Linked DNA regions of Mus musculus: regions 2 and 3 are each linked to region 1. Evidence: chromatin contacts called from public HiCAR-type and promoter capture Hi-C data. All regions are on one chromosome and are shown on one strand. Each heading gives the region's core, a stretch centred on a gene start, on an enhancer-like site or on the middle of the called end of the contact. The rest is flanking DNA. Distances are from core to core; before and after follow the strand shown. Region 1 holds the start of Tmem232 (transmembrane protein 232). Region 2 holds the start of Efna5 (ephrin A5). Region 3 holds the start of Fbxl17 (F-box and leucine-rich repeat protein 17).

The links. Promoter capture Hi-C pulls out the DNA fragments that hold promoters and counts their contacts. HiCAR-type assays count read pairs that join an accessible place to other places.
Region 2: a contact with region 1 is called in a promoter capture Hi-C map of liver, with 6 times the contacts expected there. The contact joins the promoter of Efna5 here to the promoter of Tmem232 in region 1. A contact is called at or near these places in 3 of 39 promoter capture datasets (embryonic stem cells, liver and pre-B cells) and 1 of 115 datasets of contacts at active chromatin or transcription factors (embryonic forebrain).
Region 3: a contact with region 1 is called in a HiCAR-type map of astrocytes, with 10 times the contacts expected there. The contact joins the promoter of Fbxl17 here to the promoter of Tmem232 in region 1. A contact is called at or near these places in 8 of 39 promoter capture datasets (the 3T3-L1 cell line, cranial neural crest, embryonic stem cells and 4 more), 7 of 115 datasets of contacts at active chromatin or transcription factors (astrocytes, embryonic midbrain, forebrain and 4 more) and 2 of 9 other capture datasets (adipose tissue and liver).

What each region holds. Positions count from the first base shown.
Region 1 is chr17:65,539,033-65,542,433 of GRCm38.p6, reverse strand. Tmem232 (transmembrane protein 232) reads left to right here and starts at 1,652. Exons shown (of 15, transcript NM_001008973.2): 1 at 1,652-1,724.
Region 2 is chr17:62,879,829-62,883,229 of GRCm38.p6, reverse strand. Efna5 (ephrin A5) reads left to right here and starts at 1,913. Exons shown (of 5, transcript NM_207654.2): 1 at 1,913-2,224. The coding sequence starts at 2,100.
Region 3 is chr17:63,498,808-63,502,208 of GRCm38.p6, reverse strand. It overlaps Fbxl17 (F-box and leucine-rich repeat protein 17), which reads left to right and starts at 1,629. Exons shown (of 9, transcript NM_015794.1): 1 at 1,629-3,184. The coding sequence starts at 2,192.

The sequences.
Region 1 (3,401 bases), core at 403-2,902:
GTTTATTTTGGTTTCTTTCTTTCCATCTTTCTTTCTTTCTCTCTCTCTCTCTCTCTCTCTCTCTCTCTCTCTCTCTCTCTCTCTCTCCCTTCCTTCCTTCCTTCCTTCCTTCCTTCCTTTCTTTCTTTTTTTTTTCAAGACAGGGTTTCTCTGTGTAGCTCTGGCTGTCCTGGAACTAACTCTGTAGACCAGGCTGGCCTCGAACTCAGAAATTCACCTGCCTCTGCCTCCCAAGTGCTGTTTTGCTTGTGTGCTTTCTTTTCTCTTTTCTTCTTCTTCTTCTTCTTCTTCTTCTTCTTCTTCTTCTTCTTCTTCTTCTTCTTCTTCTTCTTCCTCCTCCTCCTCCTCCTCCTCCTCCTCCCCCTCTTCCGTTCTTCTAGTTTTTTTTAACTTTAAATTTTTTTTTTTTTTATATTTTACCATTCTATTGATCTACCTGTCTGTCGCTGTACCAGTACCATGCAGTTTTTATCACGATTGCTCTGTAGTATAGCTTGAGGTCAGGCATGGTGATTCCACCAGAGGTTCTTTTATCCTTGAGAAGAGTTTTTGCTATCCTAGGTTTTTTGTTATTCCAGATGAATTTGCAGATGAATTTCCAGATGAATTTCTAATTCGTTGAAGAATTGAGTTGGAATTTTGATGGGGATTGCATTGAATCTGTAGATTGCTTTTGGCAAGATAGCCATTTTTACAATGTTGATCCTGCCAATCCATGAGCACGGGAGATCTTTCCATCTTCTGAGATCTTTAATTTCTTTCTTCAGAGACTTGAAGTTCTTATTTAAAGAGAGAGAAAGGAACATACAGTTGGGTGGGTAGGTACGGAGATGGGGGGATCTGGGAGGAATTTGGGGATGGAAATACATGAATCAGAATATATTGTATGAAATAATGTTTTTTAGTTAAAAAAAACTATGCTTCACCCTCTCCAAAAGGAGGGGGGGGGAGAGAGAGAGAGAGAATACAAAAGACCTATTTGATAACCTTAGTTCATGCTAACGTTATAGTTTCCACTATGAGTCTCTTTTTTGAAGCACCCAATTATTTTTAGGAAATTTATGTCATAGGAAGATGTACGTACACTGGTTTCCCCATGTAACTAAAAATGTTTTCCGTCAGTACTTCCAGGTGTGAACATTTGTAAAAACCCAATCTTTCCTTTGTTAGTCGGCACAGGTAATCTTACAGGATGTTTTTAAGGCATTGAATTTAAACTCGCCCCCTTGTGGTTAGTATGTGTCAAAACACCCTGGGTATTTGGTGACTCGTATTTGGTTGCTGTGACAGTCTCCAGATTTTCTACAGAAAGAAATTTGCCAATAGCAACTTCTTCCAAAGATATACGGTCTAACAGGGCGTTAGGCATGGAGGACGTGCTGACTGCTGCCAAGGCGTTTTTGCGGCTGCTGGCAGCTACACACAGTACACAAGGAAGTCACGCGGAGTCACAGCTGTGAGCTTTTCGGTCGTCTTAAGCCAACGAAGGTTTTTTGTTTTTTGTTTTTGTTTTTGTTTTTTGTTTGTTTATTCGTTTGCTTGCTTGTTTGGATTTATTGCTTATAATCTGAGTACACGCGAGGTGCGGGTGGGGTAGGGCTGGTGGAATGACAGCTTGTGATTGGCTAAACCCTTGAGACAGTTAAAGGTCAGCCAGCGGGCTCCAAGAGCGACTTACACAGCATCCTTAGCAACCAGCTGGAGAGCCTGGCGGGAGCGCTGGGGTGAGTAATTGTAGCCCCTATTGTCGGTGACTTGGGGAACTAGGATTACGGTCCTATCCTTTAGTAACCCAGACCACAAAAGACCCAAATGTAGGTTGAACTTCACCCCCTCAGAGTCCCAAAAGCCCCGTCTCGAAGTTGAAGAGACTTCTAGTCATTGGGAAACTCCAGACCTATTTACCAGTTTTACAGTATCAGGCTCCAAATTAGAGTCTGTGCCCTGCAACTTCCGCTAGCTCCTTTGATAGAGGCAGTGTTTTGGGGAGAGTATAGAAGGTGGGGGAGCTCTGATAACTGTTCTAGGGCTTTGCTGATCAGTGTTCATGGTCCCCAGCAACTCAGTTCTTCCCCCACCCCGTCTTCCGTCTTCTTACCATCTCCCCATTCTCCTCGTACACGTACACTTTTGGATTTTCAAAGAGAAAATTCCAACATAAAGATTAGTACACGGAAAGGGCAAAGAATAGATGAAAACAAAACAAAAACTCACAAATAACCTAGAAAATAATGGCAAAGTTATCACTCAGGAAGCATTCCTGGAGGTAGGGAAGAGTTGGGTAGAAGTCTATAATTAAAGTTCATCTGATCGATGCCGTCTTCTCTGTTGTCTCTGGTCAGATTCTTTAGAGTTGTAGTTTAAACCTGGTGTTCCCTGATGCAAGCTACATGTCCAAAGGCTTGGTTTAATTTTTATATGACCTAGTTCTCAGAAGTCGCCTTTGAAGTCACATATTCTGAAGCTTGTTTTAATTGAAGCTTTAAAAAGCTGTCCAGAGATTAATAATAACTTTCTAGAAAGAAAAACACACAAACTGCCAAGCAACCAGGCATTTTGTTGGAGCTATTTCAATACGTGCTATGTCTCAGAAATGTTTTGATTTCTCATGTAAGGCTTCAAGGTAAGTGCTAGATTTCCATTTTGCTGATAACTATTGAACATTCCCCAAAATGTATCATTCATATAATTCCAGGAAGTAGTGTTCTAAAAAGTTGCTCTTGTCAATAAATTTGGAGAAAATTACATACATATCACATTATCTGTCATTCAAGATTCATTATATATGCACATATACTAATAACCCCCTAAATCTTACAGCATGTCAGTCTACACAAATTTGTTCCACACTGCACTTTTGGGAATTACTGTTTTAAATTAACCACACTGTTGTTTCCTCCTCCTCCTCCTCCTCCTCCTCCTCCTCCTCCTTCTCTTCCTCTTCCTCTTCTTCCTCTGGGTTCATTTCTTCAAATATTTCTGGTTGATTCAGTTTAAGTCCCCACTCCCTCAAATCTTTTCAAAACAACTTCAGCAAGTTAATGAATTATTCTACCCCCACTACTTTGTATTCCATTTCAGCAGTAACATAAACAATTTGCTAACTGTTTAGGACTATTGGTTTCCTGCAGTAACCTAGCAGGTACTTTGTTGAAACTATGATTCTAACATGGTATCTAGCATCTTGCAAAGGCTCTATAATAACTATTTGAATAACTAGAAGTAATCATTAATTTCCCCCTTTATAATGCCTGTCTTGTAGAAGACCAGATGCTTTTAACAGCAGCCCCCTAAATGCAAACCGTGGCCATTTGGTGATGGGAGATGGTTTTTGTGTAGAATAGGTTTGAGTGGAGAGGTGATGGCCTTGGGTAGACCAGGGGACAGGGATCTGTGAATAG
Region 2 (3,401 bases), core at 664-3,163, 2.7 Mb after region 1:
GGGGTGGAGGCGTGGGGAGGGAGGAGATGAGGAAAACGCCTCTTTCTCCCGGAGCAAACCAATCCGGTTAGAGAAAAGAGAGGGGAAAAAAAAAAAAACCGATCTGTAAGCAAACAGCAGGCCTCTCCCTGACTGGTTACTCCAATCACCCCCCACCCTCCAAGTAAACTGCATGGAGGGAGGGGGAGTGGGGAGGGGAGCAGCCCACATGACCTGGGCCGCGGAGGCAGCAGCGCCGGCGGCGCCTCCCCCTGCTCGGTCCGGAGCTCACCCCCCACGCTCGCGCCGCCTGCCAACCCAGCGCCCCGCGCAACACGCCCGGGCGGAGCCCCCCTCCCGCTGGCCCACGTCCACGTCCACGCGCGCGGGCTCGCGTGGTGCCGAGGCTGCTGCCGCCTGGGCCGCCGCGGCAGTCGGCTTTACACGCAGGTCATTAACGAGGGGGCGTGCCCGAGGAGATTTTTTTTCCCATAAAGCATTTTTTCTCTCCTTTTCTTTTTTTTTTTTTTTCCCTCCTCTTTTGCAAAACTGACTTTTCCCCTCCTTTCTACTTCTCGCCAGTCTTCCCAACCTCTCCAGGCTGCTCGCGCCGCTGCACTCAAGTTTATTTTCCCGCCTGGGCAGAGGTTTTAGGATTCGGTCGGTGGCTTTCACCTCTCGTTACTGCTGTGCCTAAGGAGGGAAGGAGGAGGCAGCTCCGGATCGGGAAGGTTTTCTGATGTAGTCATCGGGGAGGTGCCAGCAGCTCGCGTGTGCTCCCTCTCCCTTTTTCCCTCCCGGTTTCAAACTGATTGATGAATCTCTACAAGTTGCTGGGGTTGGGGCCGGAGAGGTCCGAGTCCCAGGGACACTTCTGAGAGCTCCCCCCCGGGGCTCTGGGCACGCCGTGCGGGGGTTCAGCCTCTCTCCCGGAAGGCGAACGGAGACTGTCATCAGCCCATCCCGGACTTGGAGGGCTCCATCCGAAAGTGATTGTTTCCCCTCTCGCTTCTCAGCCCGGCAGTTGGCTTGGCGTCGCCCTGCAGGTTTGGGCATCCCGGCCCCGCCTGGCTGGCTGGTTCACAACCTCTGCTCTTCATTCACTCCGCGGCACCCACACCCGGCCAAGACAAGCTAGCAGGAGAAATCCCCGACTCAGCCAGCGCCCGGGGGTGCCATCTCGCTCTGCCTCTGCGGTCGGACTCCTTTGGGGACCTGCTGGAAGACGTGAAGAGCCAAACTTTTCTTGGAGCCTTTTCCGAAGCAAGACCCGCTCCTCCTCTCCTCGCCTGAGCGCTCGGCTGCGGCTTTGGGCAGTTCCAGGACTCCGGCAGAGCCGGGCTTGCGGATCCAGATCGCCACTCTTCTCTGCGCACCTCCGGGTACCGCAGTCCACAGGACTCCTGCGAGCCTTGCGGGGGGTCGCCTGGCCAAGGCACAGAAGGGAGGCTCCGGACTGCTTCCAGCCTCCTGGGGACACCAGTGTGAGGACGCCCCCCCCCCCGCCCCCCTCCACACAGCGCCCTCCTCCTGCAGTTTCTCTCCGGCCGCCAAAGTAACTTGGAACAAAGCGGGGCGCACGGTGAGGGCCCAGCGCGGCGGAGGAAGCCCGTGCAGACCGCGGCGCCGACACTGAGCCGGGCCCGGCGGGCCGGTGTATGTCTCCCCGCAGCCGCGGCGCTCAACTCCCCGTGACTGTGCAGCGCGCGCCGCCGCCTGCCCCGACCCGCGCTGCCGCCGCCCGGCCCCGCACGCACCTCCCTCTCCCGGGGTGACCGGCTTGCAGCCGCCGCCCGAGACACAGCTCCGCACCCCTACCCCCGCCCTCGCCGCCGCCACCGCACACACGCACGCGTCTCTCCGTCTTGTGATTCTTCTCCCCTCCCGAGCCCTTCAGTGGGGGTGCGAGTTTGTCCCCCCGCCCCAGCCACTGCCTCCTTCTTCTCTCTCTCCTCTTCCTCTTCCTCCCGCGCTCGCCGCGCGCCTCTCGCCCCTTCATCGTATTTATTCCTATTTATTTGGCGTCCGCTCTCTTCGTCTGCCCCTCTCCCTCCCTCCCCCTGGATCCCCGATCTCTCCCCGGAGTGGCGCGTCGGGGGCTCCGCCGCTGGCTAGGCGTGATGTTGCACGTGGAGATGTTGACGCTGCTCTTTCTGGTGCTCTGGATGTGTGTGTTCAGCCAGGACCCGGGCTCCAAAGTCGTCGCCGACCGCTACGCCGTCTACTGGAACAGCAGCAACCCCAGGTAAGGTGGCCGGGGCGGGGGCGCCAAAAGCTCGGGCTCCGCGGGCCTGGGCCGGGAGCAGGGGACACGGCGGCCGGGAGCGGCGCGCACCAGCCGCAGGCAGCGCGCGCCCTCGGAGCCTGCGTCGCCAGACGCCGCTGGCCGCCCGGCGCCGGCGGGAAGCGCTCGCTCCGCGCCGCTCTTTGTTAAGCCAGGGCGGCAGGGCCGGCGGCTGCTAGCAATCCCCAGGGCTGCGCGGAGCCGCTGCCTCCGACCGGGTGCGGGGAAGACACGGGAATGGGCGGGAGCCCCGGACCCGGGCCATCGCTTCCCAGTCGGGGAGATTGGCCCGCACCTCCGGATCCCGGCTTAGAGCTTGGGTGCTGGTAGCCTCGGGTGCGTACTGCCAAGAGGTCCTCCCTGGAGCCTGGGGGGCGCGGGGCTGAGGCCGGGATCCTGATAGATAGCATCAAAGTTTTCTTTTTTTTTTAATTTTAAAATTTTTACTTAAACATAATGCCTTCTTTTACCTCCTTGCGCGCATAGAGAGAGCGCGTACCGGTTAGAGGGAAGCAAAGGGGGGTTGGAGGGATGGGTGAGTGGAAAGCGGAAGCTTTAGGGTTTAATGTTCTTTTTAACTGCGAGATAACTGTTAGGTGACCCCCCCCCCCCCCACACACACACCGCCAAGTCGGTCTAGGCCCATCGCGCTTGGCCCTGGAAAGGATTCTCCCAGCTCGGGCACCCTCCTTTCCCCCCCAGTGGGCTTAAGGTGCCAGAAAGTTTGATCGAATGCCGGGTTACGTCACGAGTGCAGAGCGAGCCGCTGGAGTTGGCAAGCCGGAAGGTGGGAGCCTTCGCCCCGGGGCCTGGCGCTGTGCAGCTGGAGGGACGCGCGTGGTTACCTGCGACAGCGTCTAGGCGACCCCAAAGCCTGCGGGCTTGGCGGGAGGCTGGAAGCGGGCGCCGGGGACTTCCTTAGCGCACGCTCTGGGCCCTAGCTTGCCGCAGCCACCCTGCGATCCTGGACCCCGGAGAGGGGAGGAGGGTCGTCCACAGCACCAGGCAGACCCTTTCTGGTCCGGGCTGCTCCCAAACCTTACTTTCTCCCGGATCTGGACCCAGCAGTCGGTCCCGCTGGGCCCACATCGCTCTGCTTTCAGCTGTGGGCTGGTAGTATTGGTGTGTTGTTCTGGGA
Region 3 (3,401 bases), core at 380-2,879, 2.0 Mb after region 1:
CCACAGTCTGATTCAACACACATTTATGAGATCCATTCATATTCTATTTTATTTTTAATTCAAGAGTAGTGGTGCACTGAATATTCCAGCTTCCTCATTCTCCCACTGACAGACATCTGGGCTCCTTGAGAGTTTTGCTCTCATCAGTACATTTGCGTTTCCATACAAGTCTTTTTGCAGACAGGACTTTATTTCTCTTGGTGAACACAAGATGTGGGTCTTTATGTGCCAAAGGGTAGACGAATGCTTGACTTACAAGAAACTGACAGGGCTGTACTTTCTGCACAATTTTAGCTTCATTTGCTCTAGAAAAGAGCCAAGCCGAGATGGCCATAACTTGACGATTCACGAATGGAGCTCTGAGAGCCTGGAAGACCCTTTCCTCGATTACAGGCAGAAGAACCATGGGCATGTGGGGGATATCCGTAGGTGAAGGAGTTCAGACAGCACATTTGAGAGTAACAAATATGTGAATATCTGGACAAATCTTTTTCCCATTGGTTTTTGAAATTCTGATATCCTCAACTCTCTCCCCGGTAGCTTTTGAATATACCCAGGGAGTATATTCTTCAGCAGGGAGGGGTGGGGCTTCTTTTAATGAAGAGTAGAAACTGCCAGAAACAAATCACCTCATTTCTTCGCAGCCTTTGTTTCTTTTCTGCCACTCCCCCCACTGACACTTTTTCTAAAGTCCTCTCCACTGCCTGATCCACTGCTTTGGACTCTTAGCATGGTTTCAAAGTTCCCTCCAAAACTTACCCTGAAATTTGCTACTGTTAACAGTATGCATGCAACATTCCTAAGGGGGTCCTTTAAGAGGTGATGAGGACACTAGAGTTCCGCCCTCCAGGAACAAATTGTTACCACAAGAGTAGGTTCCCGATAAAAAATGATAGACAGTTTCCGGCGCTTTTACCCTGCCACTTAGCTGACACTGCATGTTATTCTACTTTCCAAAGCCTCCAGAGCGAGATAAACTTCTTCATAGTTTACTGTTGTATGTAGCATTGTTATAGCAGCAGAAGAGACTAAGACAACTAACTTTCCCTACCTTCTCCCCTGTGAAAGCTGACCTCTCCCCATCCGAGAACCTGTGTCATCACTGTAACTTAAGACTTCTGAAGTCTGATCAACTTGCATGTTTTAGTTCCCCACCTTAGCCACCAAAGTCTGTCCTAAGGGCACCACACTAATATTCACAGAGTGGACAGACTGGATTTCAAGGTGTCAAACAACAGTAACATTGAGCTTGGAGCCTGGAATGTTGGAGTGTTTTTTCCAGCGTGTATACCTGTTTTCAGCGTGATACATGTTTTCAGCCCGCAATTGTGTGCAAAGGCAGCAGTATGCAACAGGTGCCTAGACACAGGAGTAGAATCAGTGTAGTCACCTAGCTAACGGATCCTTACTGGACTGTCACCCATCACCCAAGGGCTCAGGCCTCTCAGGTGGAACTGGTTCTTCCGTTCTCAATTGGCCTCAGTTTCCGAGTCAGGGCGATGGTGGGGTGGGAAGTGAAGGGGAAGAGCCAAGCTGAGCCTGGCCAATGGCAGCTCTTGAACTTACACCTCCAGACGTCAGCGCGGCCGTGGAAACGGATGTCACCCAGCTGGCTCGGAAGCGTCTCCATCCGCTTCGGGAGAGGGGCGTGAGCCCGGAGGCGTCCAGGCCACCTCCGTGTGCAGCCGGAGGGAGTGCGCGGCCCCGTCAGCGCGCAGCCCCGAGGTCCCCGCTTCTCCCCCGGCGGCGCTCCCGCCCCTGGGTGAGACCCGCGCGCCCCCGCGGGCGGCTCCGCCCCCTCCCGGAGCGGGCGGCGCGCTCCCGCGGCGACGGGCCGTGTCGCGGGCTCGCGCGCCGCCGGCCCAGCCGCAGTTAAAATGGTCCGAGTCGGGCCCGCGCTGCCCCCGCCGCGGCGCTGACTGACTGAACCGGCTGGCCTGGCCGGCAGACTCGCTTCCCTCCCTCGCGTCCCCACAGCTCGCGCCCGTCCTCCTCCCGGCTCCCCGGGGGGCAAAGCATGTAGCCCGCGTCGGGCACCCGGGCGGCCCGCAGCTGACGCCCACCCCCGCCGTCGCGTGTGCCGGGTGCGCGGCGCGGGCGACCCAGCCAGCGGCCTGCCCCGCCGCCGGAGCCCGCCCCTCGGGCCTCCCTCTCCCGCCCCGTCCCGGTCGCCCTCCTCGGGGCCTTCTATATGGGCCACCTTCTCTCGAAGGAGCCGCGTAACCGCCCGAGCCAGAAGAGGCCTCGCTGCTGCAGCTGGTGTCGCCGCCGGCGCCCTCTCCTCAGACTGCCCCGCCGGGCTCTGGCCAAGGCGTCCCCGCAGCCCGCGGCGCCCCGGAGCCGGGACTGCTTCTTCCGCGGGCCCTGCATGCTCTGCTTCATCGTGCACAGCCCCGGCGCGCCCGCCTCCGCCGGCCTAGAGGAGGAGCCGCCGCTCTCGCCACCGCCGCCGCCGCCGCGGGACGGGGCCTACGCCGCCGTCTCCTCGCAGCACTTGGCGCGGCGCTACGCGGCCCTGGCCGCCGAGGACTGCGCCGCCGCCGCACGCCGCTTCCTGCTGTCCTCGGCCGCCGCCGCCGCCGCCGCTGCCTCGTCGCCCGCGTCCTGCTGCAAGGAGCTGGGGCTGGCCGCCGCCGCCGCCTGGGAGCAGCAGGGCCGGAGCCTCTTCCTGGCCGGCGTGGGGCCCGTGCGCTTCCTGGGACCGCTGGCCGCCGTGCAGCTCTTCCGGGCACCGCCGGCGCCGCCGCCGCAGGCCGAGCCCGCCACGGCCCTCGAGATGGTTTGCAAGCGGAAAGGGGCCGGGGTCCCCGCCTGCACCCCCTGCAAGCAGCCCCGTTGCGGCTGCGGGGGCTGCGGCGGGGGCGGCGGCGGCGGGGGAGGGCCCGCGGGAGGAGGTGCCTCGCCGCCGCGGCCGCCCGATGCCGGCTGCTGCCAGGCCCCGGAGCAGCCCCCGCCGCCGCTCTGCCCCGCGCCCGCCTCTCCCGCCTCAGAGTGTGCCCCCATCGTGGCCGCCGCCGGGGACACAGTCCGAGCCGGGGGCACCGCCCCCTCGTCTGCCCAGCAGCAGCCCGAGAGCGGCGACGCGGACTGTCAGGAGCCCCCCGAAAACCCCTGCGACTGTCACAGGGAGCCGCCCCCCGAGATCCCAGACATCAACCAACTGCCGCCGTCCATCCTGCTTAAGGTGGGTCTGGGCGAGGAGGCGCAGGGATGCTCACTCCCCCCCCCCCGCCCCCCTAACCCGGCTCCCCCGCCTCCGAGGCTTTCTCTCTCCTCCCCCTGTGTGCAGAGGAGGGGGGGGGGTTCCCTGACAGCCGGGGGACGCCGGAAGGGGAGACTGGGAAGCCAGTGGGGCCTGAGCTTTCAGCCTGGTGTTGAAGTAGGAAAACTTGGAGGCTGCT